2 separate regions of the Mus musculus genome follow, and region 1 is linked to region 2. A link is a contact called in public Hi-C data. All regions are on one chromosome and are shown on one strand. Each heading gives the region's core, a stretch centred on a gene start, on an enhancer-like site or on the middle of the called end of the contact. The rest is flanking DNA. Distances are from core to core; before and after follow the strand shown.

What was found. Hi-C and Micro-C count contacts between places; a contact is called where the count stands out from the background.
Region 1: a Hi-C map of B cells shows a contact between it and region 2, with 5 read pairs. The contact joins the promoter of Numbl here to the promoter of Calm3 in region 2. A contact is called at or near these places in 1 of 39 promoter capture datasets (cranial neural crest) and 1 of 484 Hi-C or Micro-C datasets (B cells).

Annotation. Positions count from the first base shown.
Region 1 is chr7:27,256,413-27,262,449 of GRCm38.p6, reverse strand. It overlaps Numbl (numb-like), which reads right to left and starts at 3,689. Exons shown (of 10, transcript NM_010950.2): 1 at 3,489-3,689; 2 at 198-282. The coding sequence starts at 3,512. Coq8b (coenzyme Q8B) reads right to left here. Exons shown (of 15, transcript NM_133770.2): 14 at 5,752-5,838; 15 at 4,501-5,227. The coding sequence ends at 4,925.
Region 2 is chr7:16,922,502-16,927,825 of GRCm38.p6, reverse strand. Calm3 (calmodulin 3) reads left to right here and starts at 3,794. Exons shown (of 6, transcript NM_007590.3): 1 at 3,794-3,985. The coding sequence starts at 3,983. It overlaps Gm45972 (predicted gene, 45972), which reads right to left. Exons shown (of 3, transcript NR_165470.1): 2 at 5,264-5,324; 3 at 3,308-4,386.

The DNA of each region.
Region 1 (6,037 bases), core at 2,440-4,939, about 10 Mb before region 2:
ATCACTGTGTCAGGAGGACTGTTGGTGTCTGTAGGTGAGAGTTTAGGATGTGTGTTTGTGACTGAGGGGGCTTTGACAGTCACCGAGGGTGGAAGGAAGTCTGTGTGGAAGTGCTTGGCAGCTCCTCCGGTCACACTAGTAATGACCATGATCCACGTACAATGCAGCCCCTGTCCTTTGTCAAGCTGGTCACTCACCTGACTCCGTCCTGAAGGTTTCAGGGGGCCCCGAGGCCCCACAGGGGGCTGGGGACAAATGCTGATCAGGTCTCCTGGGTCCGCCCTGCTCAAGGGAGTGAGACGATGAGAAGTTTGTTGGGGCGGGGGATTTGGTCCCCTATGCAACCCCCACCTTGGACCTTAGCCAACCCCCTCCATCTCAGGCTCCCTAGTAGGAACCCTGGTAGTCATAGTAACTGTTACCAGGGAGACCAGCCACCTGGTTTTAAGGGCCCAGGAAGGAGTAGGTGTGTTGGGGGACACTGATCAAGGGGGGAGGGCTCAACACCCAAGGCGATAATGTAAAGTGAGTGGCTTTGCTCTCTAGTGTCATGTCCAGGATTATACACAAACATATGGCCATACACTCCTGACATCCTTGGCCCTTGGTCACAGCTCAGCACACTTTACCACACAGACATCATAACAGCTATGTACCTCAGGTCACAAGGTACAACTGCCACTAAACATTTGGCCCCTTCATGTTCGTCGTGTTCACCGACATAAACAGTTCTATGATGGCCATCTGCCCACATGCTTGTAGTGCGTCCCAGCCCACCAGATACACCTACACATACCAACAGCTGATATTGTTCACTCATTTTCTTAACTATGTACAATGACTTGGGCCAGGCACACACAAAAGGCTGATACATGTCCAGCTATACTTCATGACAGCTGTGTCTCCTCAGGCAGCCACACTAGCAGAAACACATCCAGAGTGGTCACCGATTTGGTCACACAGTGACACAGTGTCATCTGCATATGCCCCCATGCCTACCTGGACTGAGGCACACACTGGTCTTAATAAGCACCCCTACCTCCCATCCCAGCATACACAAGGACCACTCAACCTCAGACAGTGGCAGCCACACCAACACACCTTTTTGGATGCCATACTTTCAGCGTCACATAATACTAGTGACACACATTTGGTCATTATATCCATTACATAGTCCTCTGTGACAGCCACTCTTGTGTATACACTAGTCTTTATACACAGCTACACAGTACAGATGCTGATGGCCACAGCCTGAGCATTACAGACATAGCATGCAAGCAGCCAAAGAGGGGAGTGGGGAGGGGAGAGGAGCAAGGATGGCTGCCCTCAGACTGTCACATACATTCCAGAAACAGTTGTGTATGCCGTCACTCAGCATCAGTGCCCACGGTGCCCGGCCATCTGTCACGTTGGTGTCCCACACACAGCACTACCACGTCACCCTATCACAGATAAACAGTCTCCATGAGGATTCACGTCACATAGACAAGAATGTGGCCACATGTAATCAGTCACTAGCATGGCACGTGGACAGATATACAAAGTCACAGCCTCACTAATACTCAAAACCTCACCCATAGACACTTAACACACACCGTTCAGTTCCCCACACCAGAAGTACACAGTTGGGTATACGCATAAACGGAATGGCCCACACGCAGCATTTACAGCATTATACTGCTTATAGAGGAAAATATGGTCCCAGACATGGCCATGTGCACAGTCATGACATCACCAGATCACATAGGCACATATGCACACACACTTTCACAGTCTAGGACACCAGCATGGAGTCACCCAGGGTAACAGGTAAGTGGGTCACACATACACACAGAGGAAATAGAAGCCAATCCCATACACACCCCTGGCACACAGGCAACATCCACAGCTTGAGTCCCACACAATTAATCTTTTGTAATAGACTAGAGTTTCAGAGAAGTCAGATTCGCAACTCAAATCACACACAGGAGGCTGTAGTGCACACTCGGTGTCACACGGCTAGGTGGACAGTCACTTATGCAACCCCAGTCACATACACAGACATGGCAAGGAACACACAACCACCGTCATATACACTGCCTTCCCAGAGGTCCAGCCCCACAGGCACGATGTGACTTCAAATACAATGGCAGTCGCACACCCAGAGTCGCAATGAACACAGTACAAAAATCAGACATAAGCACAACATTGTGTCACACATGGTCAGAGTCACAATTCTACTTACACACAGTTACAGCTCCACCCACATCTTCAGTCAGCCACACAGAAGTCCAACCTCAAACCCAACACAGATGTTGACACATACCAAGGTACATACACACAGGGTCTCACAAAAAGACATATGCATATCTATTTAAACACAGTCTAAAAAGTACAGGAGTCTGAACAGTGAACGGCTGCCATCACATCCACGGTCACACACACACACACACACACACACACACCAGACATCACCACATCCAACCACAAGCATGCAGGCAGACAACGCAGGATACCTCATCCTTGCCAGCTGTAATGCAAGCACACACACAGCTACAGTCACACAAACACCAGATCACACTTCTAGCCACATCCCCAACCCTTACACACACACACACACACACACACACACACACAACCACACAAAGCCGCTGGTCACCACAGAGGCTACAGACAGGTTTCCACCCGTCTCTGGGGAGCCGCCCCCAGCCCAGGCTGAATCCTGGAGCCTGGGGGGCAAGGGAAAGCTGAGCATTGTCTCCGGGTGGGGCCTCTCTTAGACGCTGAGCAGCCCTAGGGACAAAAGGGGTGGCCTAGGAGACCAATGTCTTGAGACCCCTGACTAAGCATGGGGTGGAGGTGGGGTAGGGGAATGCCTGAAATTCTCCTTATTTTATTCACGCTGGGGTGGAGTTTCAGACACAGAGACCTTGTTCTGAGAAGGGGATTTGCCTGGGACACCGCCCAAGGGCTTGGGGGGACAGGCTGGATCCAGGACCCCAGGGAGTAGACAGTACTTGGAAACCGCCCCCCCATCCCCCAGAGCCTTAGCCTTGGCAGCTCTATCCAGGGACTTCATCTTCAAGACATCGCCCAGGGGGCTGTTGTGCTCAAAGAAACCCTCTAGCAGGGAAGAGTACTGATTTTGTCTGGAATCGGCTCAGTTAAGGCCTCAGCTTGATAAAGGGGACCGTATCCGGACCCTGAACGCCAAACCTTGCCCAGGGAGTTTTACCTAGAATTTATGTAGCCCTGTCCATGATTTGGGGGGAATCTGTATTCCAGGATCCCTATTTTCAGGGCCTTCGCAGAGATGGCCTGTGCTGGACCAGACCCCAGTCTGGCAGGTTTGGGATTGCCAGGAACCTGTTCCCGGACCCCCACCCAGGACCACCCTTTCCAGCCTTGGCATCTTCTCTCCATCCGGGCGCTGCTGCCGCCTCCCACCCTTCGCCACATCAGCAGCGGCGCCGCCCCCGGCCCGAGCCCCCCGAGCCCGCCCTTCTCACGCTGGCCGCCGCGCTGCGGGACATCCAGGGCCCGGGCGCCCCCGCCTCCCGCGGCCCCGGTTGGGCCCGGCTTCCCGAGTGCTGCTGCTGCTGTGGTGGCGGCGGCTCGGTCTGACGCGGGCCCGGCCCGGGGCCGGCGGCTGGTGCGGGATGCAAGCGCGCGAGCCAGCTCGGCTCCCGGGAGGATTCCGTTCCGGGGGCGGGGGAGCATCCCTCCCTCGGCGCCCCGCCCCGACCCCGCCCATTGGCCCGCCGCCTGCTGTATATGCAAAAGATAACCCCGCCCTCCCGCAGACCACGCCCCCACATAAACACTACCGGGTCTCCTCCCAAGCAAAGGCCGGCCCGCCCCGCCCCTTGGTCTGGCCTTGCGGGAACCTGCACGCATCCCTAGAGGAGTGCCTCTCAGGTTGAGGCGCAGGTTCTATTTGCTTCCATAACCCCTGACCTCAGATCCCCTATGGTTCTGCTTCTGAAGAATTGCTTTGGGAGGCGCCTCGTCCTCAAATCTTGCTTAACCCCACGGTTCTCCCAGCCCGGCGGGGGCGGGCAGAAGCGGTGACGAGGCACTTTTTGCAGGCGAGGGGAGGGGAGAGGAGGGGAAGGAAAAGAAACAGACCCTGGAGTCCTGGAGGGAGATCACTCTGGCTTGCGAGAAGTGGGCATTGGGTTAGACCAGGTCCTAGTTCTGGACTCAGCTGCACCCCTACCCCTGTCCTGTAGGTTTGGCAGAGCAGCTGTTAGGGGCATTAGGGCCCATTAGCAAAGGCGAGGTTGTCAGGAACAGGAGGGAGCCTGAAGCTGGGGGGTGGGGGGGGGGGCGAGTATGTGATAGAAGGGTACTTCTCAGCTGCCACAGCCCTTGGAGCAGGTGGTCAGCACGTGGGGGGGGGGGCGGAGGAGGTTCCCTGCAACAGATGGCCCTAGACAAGGGGGTGGGGTGGGGGGTCTGGCCATCTGCACCTGGAGCTGCCTGTGAGCTCCTCCCCCTTAGCACAGAGAGAAAAGAACTGGGGGCAGGGAAAGGGTGCCTTTATTCGGAGGAAAGGATCAGCACCCACCCCCACCCTCCAATACACAGGCTGGAACCCGGGAAGAAGGCAGCTGGTAGAGGAGCAAGGGAGGCAAAGGTGAGGACCGCCCCCAACAGCCACCATCTCCCCTGCAGATCCTGGAAGACCTGGGGCCGAGGGGCGTCTCCTTCACATGAGAGTGGACCCAAGGCTCACTTAGATGGTGGCAGGATTCTGCTGGCTCCTAGCCTCAGAATTCAAGGTTGCTCACTTAGGATCAGGGAGCTAACTCCAGGGGCCCAAAGATCCAAGGCAAGAAACTAGGTTCTGGAGACCAAGAAAGAGGAGGAGGGGACTGCCTGCTGTGGAGCTGGTATCCCTGGATGGAATCTGTCATGGTGGGGTCGGCAGGGAGGTCCCTAGTCAGGAGGCTGCTGGCAGCGGCAGTGTCTGGCGACTGGCCCAGTAGCGGTGGTAGGTATCTTGGAAGAGGTCCCGGCAGGCGATGTGGGCGTGGAGACGGGCACAGGCTAAGAAAGCCCCAGCTAGCTTGCGGTGTAGAGCATAGGTCTCCTCAGGCGGTGGGCGCAGCCGGTGCCGAAGCAATACCGGGATGAGGCCCTGTATTCGGCGAGCAGTCTCTCCAGCCCCAAAGTCGTAGGGGCCTGAGGCAGCAAAGGGCTCCCCCAGGATCATCACTGCCTCGACGTGGGCGTCAGAGAATGCCTAGGGTGGGGATGGCAGATGCATCCAGACGGACATAATGTCCTCTGATTACTTCTGAAGAGGCAAGCTGCAAGGGCTGCCGCGTGACTCACTCACTGGTAGAGCTTGCCTAGAATTCACCAGTGAGGGCCTAGGGGGCGTGGCTCAGTGCTGGAAGGTTGGCATTACTGGCCCAAGATCCCCTGGGAGTTGTAAGTAGTCACCCCCTACCCACAGCACCCCCTGTCTCCAGGAGCCCCTGCTTTCTTCAGGCAAGTAACCCCTCTATTCCTCAAACCCAGGATCTCTAGAATAGATAAATAGTGCCTCCCCCACTTAGTGGCAGCACCCTCCATTTCACCCCGGGGCTCCTCAGTATAAGCTAGTGCATTTAGTAATCTCACTGCCCTGGGATAGAAGTCTCTACCTCCCCCCAGATCCCCACCCTTTCTCCAGTTGTTTACTAGAGCTATGCGGCTCATCTGTTCCCAAAAGAAAACACAGCCACAAACAAACCAGCTCCCTTCTGCTCAGGGGCAACCAACCTTGGTTTCAAAGCCTGTAAGGAACTTGAGGTCCTGGGATTTCTGTAGAACTCGATCTCTGTCTCCATCTGCTGCAGCCTTCACCACCTGGAATGTCAGAGGGCAAAGCCCACCGTGGGTCAAGGGAGGCTTGGGGTTCTGGTTTTTGCTTTGGGGCAGAGTCTGATACAGCCTACACTATCTCGGACTCACTGTGTAGCTGATAACCAGGAACTCCTGATCTTCCTGCCCCCACTAGCCCGGATTTAAAGGCTTAGGGGTCTGTACCATCACACCAGGCTACAAG
Region 2 (5,324 bases), core at 2,545-5,044:
TGAGCTCAGCCCTAGCACTGATCAAAGCCGGCATGGTGGCGGCACACCTACAATCTTAGCATACATTTAGTGGAAGCAGAAGGGTAAGAGGACTACGATCATCCTTGGTACATTGTGAGTTCGGAGCTAGCCTGGGATACTTAAGCTTGGGTCCAAAAAATAAAAAACAAACAAACAAACAAAAAAACCTTTAAAAGAGTTATACACAGGGCTGGAGAGATGGTTCAGCAATTAAGAGCACTGACTGCTCTTCCAGAGGTCCTGAGTCCAATTCCCAGCAACCACATAGTGGCTCACAACCATCTGAAGTGGGATCTGCTGCCCTCTTCTGGTGTGTCTGAAGACAGCTATAGTGTATTCATATAAATAAAATAATTTTTTTTTTTTTTGGTTTTTCGAGACAGCATTTCTCTGTATAGCCCTGGCTGTCCTGGAACTCACTCTGTAGACCAGGCTGGCCTCGAACTCAGAAATCCGCCTGCTTCTGCCTCCCGAGTGCTGGGATTAAAGGTGTGTGCCGGGGGCTGGCAAGATGGCTCAGTGGTTAAGAGTGCCTACTGCTCTTCCGAAGGTCCCCAGTTCAAATCCCAGCAACCACGTGGTGGCTCACAATCATCTGTAATGAGATCTGATGCCCTCTTCTGGAGTGTCTGAAGACAGCTACAGTGTACTTACATATAATAAATAAATTTTAAAAAAAAAGGTGTGTGCCACCACGCCCAGCTTATAAATAAAATTTTAAAAAAGAGTTATACACTAATGGTATGTGCTTGCAATCCCAACACTGAGGAAGCTGAGGCAGGAGAATCAAGACTAGCCCGGGCTACATAGTAAGACCCTGTGTACAGGTTAGTTTTATTGCAACTTGACACAAGCTAGATTCATCTGAGAAAGGGAACCTCAATTGAGAAAATCCCCCTATCAGATTGGCCTGTGAGCAAGCGTTTGGGGAGTCTCCTGGATTGATGATCTGTGTGAGCAAGTGGTTCAGAACGCCCTAAGAAGGCAGGCTGAGCAAGCCATAAGGAGCAAGCAGGGAGCAGGGGTCCTCCATGGTCTCTGCTTCAGCTCTTACCTCCTGGTTCCTGCCCTGAGTTCCTGCCCTGCCTTTCCTTCAAGAAGAACTTTAGCAAGCCAGGCGTGGTGGCACACACCTTTAATCCCAGCACTGGGGAGGCAGAGGCAGGCAGATTTCTGAGTTCGAGGCCAGCCTGGTCTACAAATTGAGTTCCAGGACAGCCAGGGCTACACAGAGAAACCCTGTCTCAAAAAAACAAAACAACAAAAACAAAAGCAAAGGACTGTAGCCTGTAAGCTAAACAGACTTCTACTGGCTGGCTTTGGGTGTCAACTTGACACAAGCTGGAGTTATTACAGAGAAAGGTGCCTTCCTTGAGAAAAATGCCTCTTTGAAATCCAGCTGTAAGGCATTTTCTCAATTAGTGATCAAGGGTGGAGGGCCCATTGTGGGTGGTGCCATCTCTGGGCTGGTAGTCTTGGGTTCTATAAGAGAGCAGGCTGAGCAAGCCAGGGGAAGCAAGCCAGTAAAGAACATCCCTCCATGGCTTCTGCATCAGCTCCTGCTTCCTGACCTGCTTGAGTTCCAGTCCTGACTTCCTTTGGTGATGAACAGCAGTATGGAAGTGTAAGCCGAATAAACCCTTTCCTCCCCAACTTGCTTCTTGGTCATGACGTTTGTGCAGGAATAGAAACCCTGACTAAGACAGACCCTTTCTTCCCCCAAGCTGGTTTTAGAAATGGCCTCTATTACAGAAATAGAAACCAAACTAAGATACCCTGACTCAAAAAAAGAGAGAACACATTTTAATGTCATTAAGTCTGTGGTTCTCAACTTTCCTAATGCTGCAAAAACCCCATACAAGTACTGGGGACTCCAAATCATAAAATTATTTCATTGTGGGCTGGAGATACTGTTCTGAGATTAAGAGCACTGACTGCTCTTCTGGAGGTCCTGAGTTCAATTCCCAGCACCCACATGGTGGCTCACAACCATCTGTAATGGGATCTGGTGCCTTCTTCTGGCCTGCAGGCATACATGCAGACAGAGCACTGTGTGTAATAAATAAATAAAAATCTTTTAAAAAATTGTTTGATTACTAGTTCAAACCTGTAATTTTGCTACTGTTATGAGTCATTATGTAAATATCTGATATGCAAGATATCTGATATGCAAGCCACAAGGGGGTCAAGACCTACAGGTTGTAAATCTCAGTTTACAGGTTGCAGACATTTAAACCAATGTCAACAAGATCCTCCCTCCTCTCTGCCTCTGCTCTATCAGTTTTATTTCCTTCTGCACTAGACACATTTTCTTTCCTGAGAGCAGATTTAAGAGATGTCCACAGGCGGCATTTACAGAAAGACTATATTCTCCCAGTCTCTCCCTCCCCACCAAAAAAAAAAAAAAAAAGTTTTCTGACCCTAGAAGTTCTCTCTCTCTCTCTCTCCCCCCACCCCCCTTCTCTGTCAGTTCTTGCCCTGGAGTGTCGATGCATGCCTTTGATTCTGAAGGCCAACCAGGGCTCAGGGCTACACAGTCTCAATAAATAAATAAATAAATAAATAAATAAATAAATAAAGGAAGGAAGAAAATGCCAACTCCCATCCTATACGAGGGCTCTGTACAGTAATGTACAGTATATACACTATGGTATACAATACAGTTGTCTCAGGTGCCCTTAGCAACAGTTCTTTTTCTTTCTGTGCCTGGAATCCCTAGAATAAGAAGTGAGTCACACTGTCTAGGTGACAAGAGAATGGTTGAGAAGTGTGATGTCACCAGCACAGCCCGGCACCAGATCTGTGCAGACAGCAGTGCCCAATTCATGTTTAATTGGCTGAATGAGTGAATGAATGAATGAATGAATGAAAACATTCTGCATCCAGAGATTGTTCTGGGTACAGATCCTGAGATCAAGAGTCAAGTCCAGATCCCCACATGTTGCTTTTGTGCGTGTTTTAGATTTGTGTTTGTTTGTTTGTTTGAACTTATTTATACAGCGCGCATGTGGAAGTCCGAGGACAATTCTTTGTGGAAGTCTGTTCTCCAAACCACCACGTGAGTTCCGGTGATCGAACTCACAGTTTCTAGCTTGCCTGCAAGCGCCTTCACCCACTCAGCCATCCCAGCAAATTGTACGCGTAGAGGGTGGAACCTTCAGGAGACCAGCGGAACCTTGAAGAGCCAACCACTGTGAAGAGCCGGTTCAGGCCAGGCTCCTAGACCCCACGATTTTGGATTAAACCATCTTGTATCTGCTCAAAGGGAGAGAGAAGAAAGTCCTTCTGCTTCTTCCCCCAACCCATTTTTATTTCCGAGCCATAGAGACAACGTATTTGCTTCTCCAACATCCACCCTGTTTCCGTCTTAGCCCCTCTATTCCTCGCGGCTCCACAGAGCCACACAGGTCGTGCTGCCCCCCGCACACCGCGCGGTGGCTCGCCCCAGTTTGACGCATTGCAGGGAAGGCCGGACCAATCGGAGTTGCGTTCTCATTTCCGCCACGAGGCGGGTCCAATAGCGGCGTGGCTCACACAGAGACGTGTCACTCTCCGTAAACCGGTGCCCTTCCGCCAGAGAGGAAAGCGGAGCGGATGCAAGGGGCCGAGAGCGCCGAGAGCGAAAGTAGTCCCCGCGGTGGGGAACGCGCGTGCGCGTGCCCGTGCGGCAGCAGATTCGCTGGGCTCTGTGGAAGGGGCGAGCCGCACGAGCCTGACGCGAAGGGATCCGTAGGAAGCCGCAGTGCAGCGGGAGCGCGCGAGCCGTCTGGGGCGGGGCCGGGCGAGGCGGGGCGCGCGCGGCGGCCGTTGAGGGACCGTTGGGGCGGGCGGCGGCGGCGGTGGCGCGCGCTGCGGGCAAAGAGTGTGGAGGCGCGGACGCGCGGCGGAGCTCGAGCTGCTGCAGCTGCTGCCGCCGCCAGAGTAACCTCGATCCCCGAGCTCCGGATACCGGTGCCTCGCCATGGTGAGTGAGGCGGCTGAAGTCGGGTGGAGACCCCCCCATCCCGGAGATGGCGAGCGAACCCTGGGAGGGAGAGGCCGGGCCCCTCGGGACCTCCCATGCGGCCCTTGGGACTTCTAGAAGCGGTTTTAGCAGCAGATGGAATTGGTAGGACCCCCAAACAGACAGTCTGAGGCTTCAAATGAGGAGCTCCAGGACATCCCCACCCCCGCCACCTCCCAGGCAGCATTCGGATCCCTCTCCGGGCGATTGGTTTTAGAATCACATCTACCCGGTCCCCGGGAGGAGGAAATAGGAAACGCCGGCGATGAAGGCTTTGGGTCCTGGAGGAATGCAGGAGGCTGCTCCTAGAGGGGTGGCTGTGGGTAGCGGAGAGGGGGACCGGTCGGTTCCTAGGGAGTGTTCTGCAGAGAGGATAGATGGGGATCCTGGGTCACTTGTGCACTGTAGACCCCGGTGGGGGAGGGGTCTCCAAGGACAAGCATTGCCAAGAGGAGGAGGAAGAGGAGAAGGGTCAGGTGCAGGCTGAGGTAAGGAGGAGCCCGAGGTGGGTGGCAGCAGAGGCTAGAAGATGCTCTTGGAGCCTGTGAGGACCCAGAAGGGGACTGAGGAGAGTTGGGGGTCGCAGAAATGTTTTTAAAGGAGTGGGGATGTGATCACGGGTAGTGTGGGGAACCAGGGAGCCTTGTGGAGAACTTGGTTGGGGGTAGCTAGGAAGGATTCTGAGGTCTAGGTTGTTGCACTAGAAAGAGAGGTTGGGGTTTGTAAGGCGTGTTTTGTTTGGGTCAGAGAAAAAACGGGGTTTCCAAGGTGAGGGCTAGGGAAGGACTTGAGTTTGGGTGGTGGGGGTGAGGTTGGACAGCCTTCTAGAGAAGTGTAGGAGACAATGAATGGTGGCTGAGGTAGGACTAGGTTTAGAGGTGGGTGTCTCCGGGGAAAGGTCCCGACACAAAGGCTGATGACTCGGGCTTGGTCATGGGCTGCAGCAGAGGACCTGAAGGAGTAGCTGTGTGCTCCCTTTGCCTTGGCAAGAATGGGGCTGGGCCAGGCTGAAGGCACTGAGGCAGTGGGAGCAGGTGGGCGGAGTTGTTCAGGGCCCTATTGCGCACTGAAGCTGCATGATACAGGACTGGGGTCAAAGTTTGGGGTGCATCAAATGATGGCTAAGCCAGGAAGCTTGGCCCCCTCATTGTCCCTTCCAGGCTAGGAGGGCTGCCTTTCTCCTCCAGCTTCATGCACCTGCTTCTCCTCACTGTGCCAAATGACAGCGCAATACAGTACCGTTTGGGTCAGTGACAGATGCCCAGTTCCATCCCTCAGGGCGGGGGCTGCAGTGCTTGTC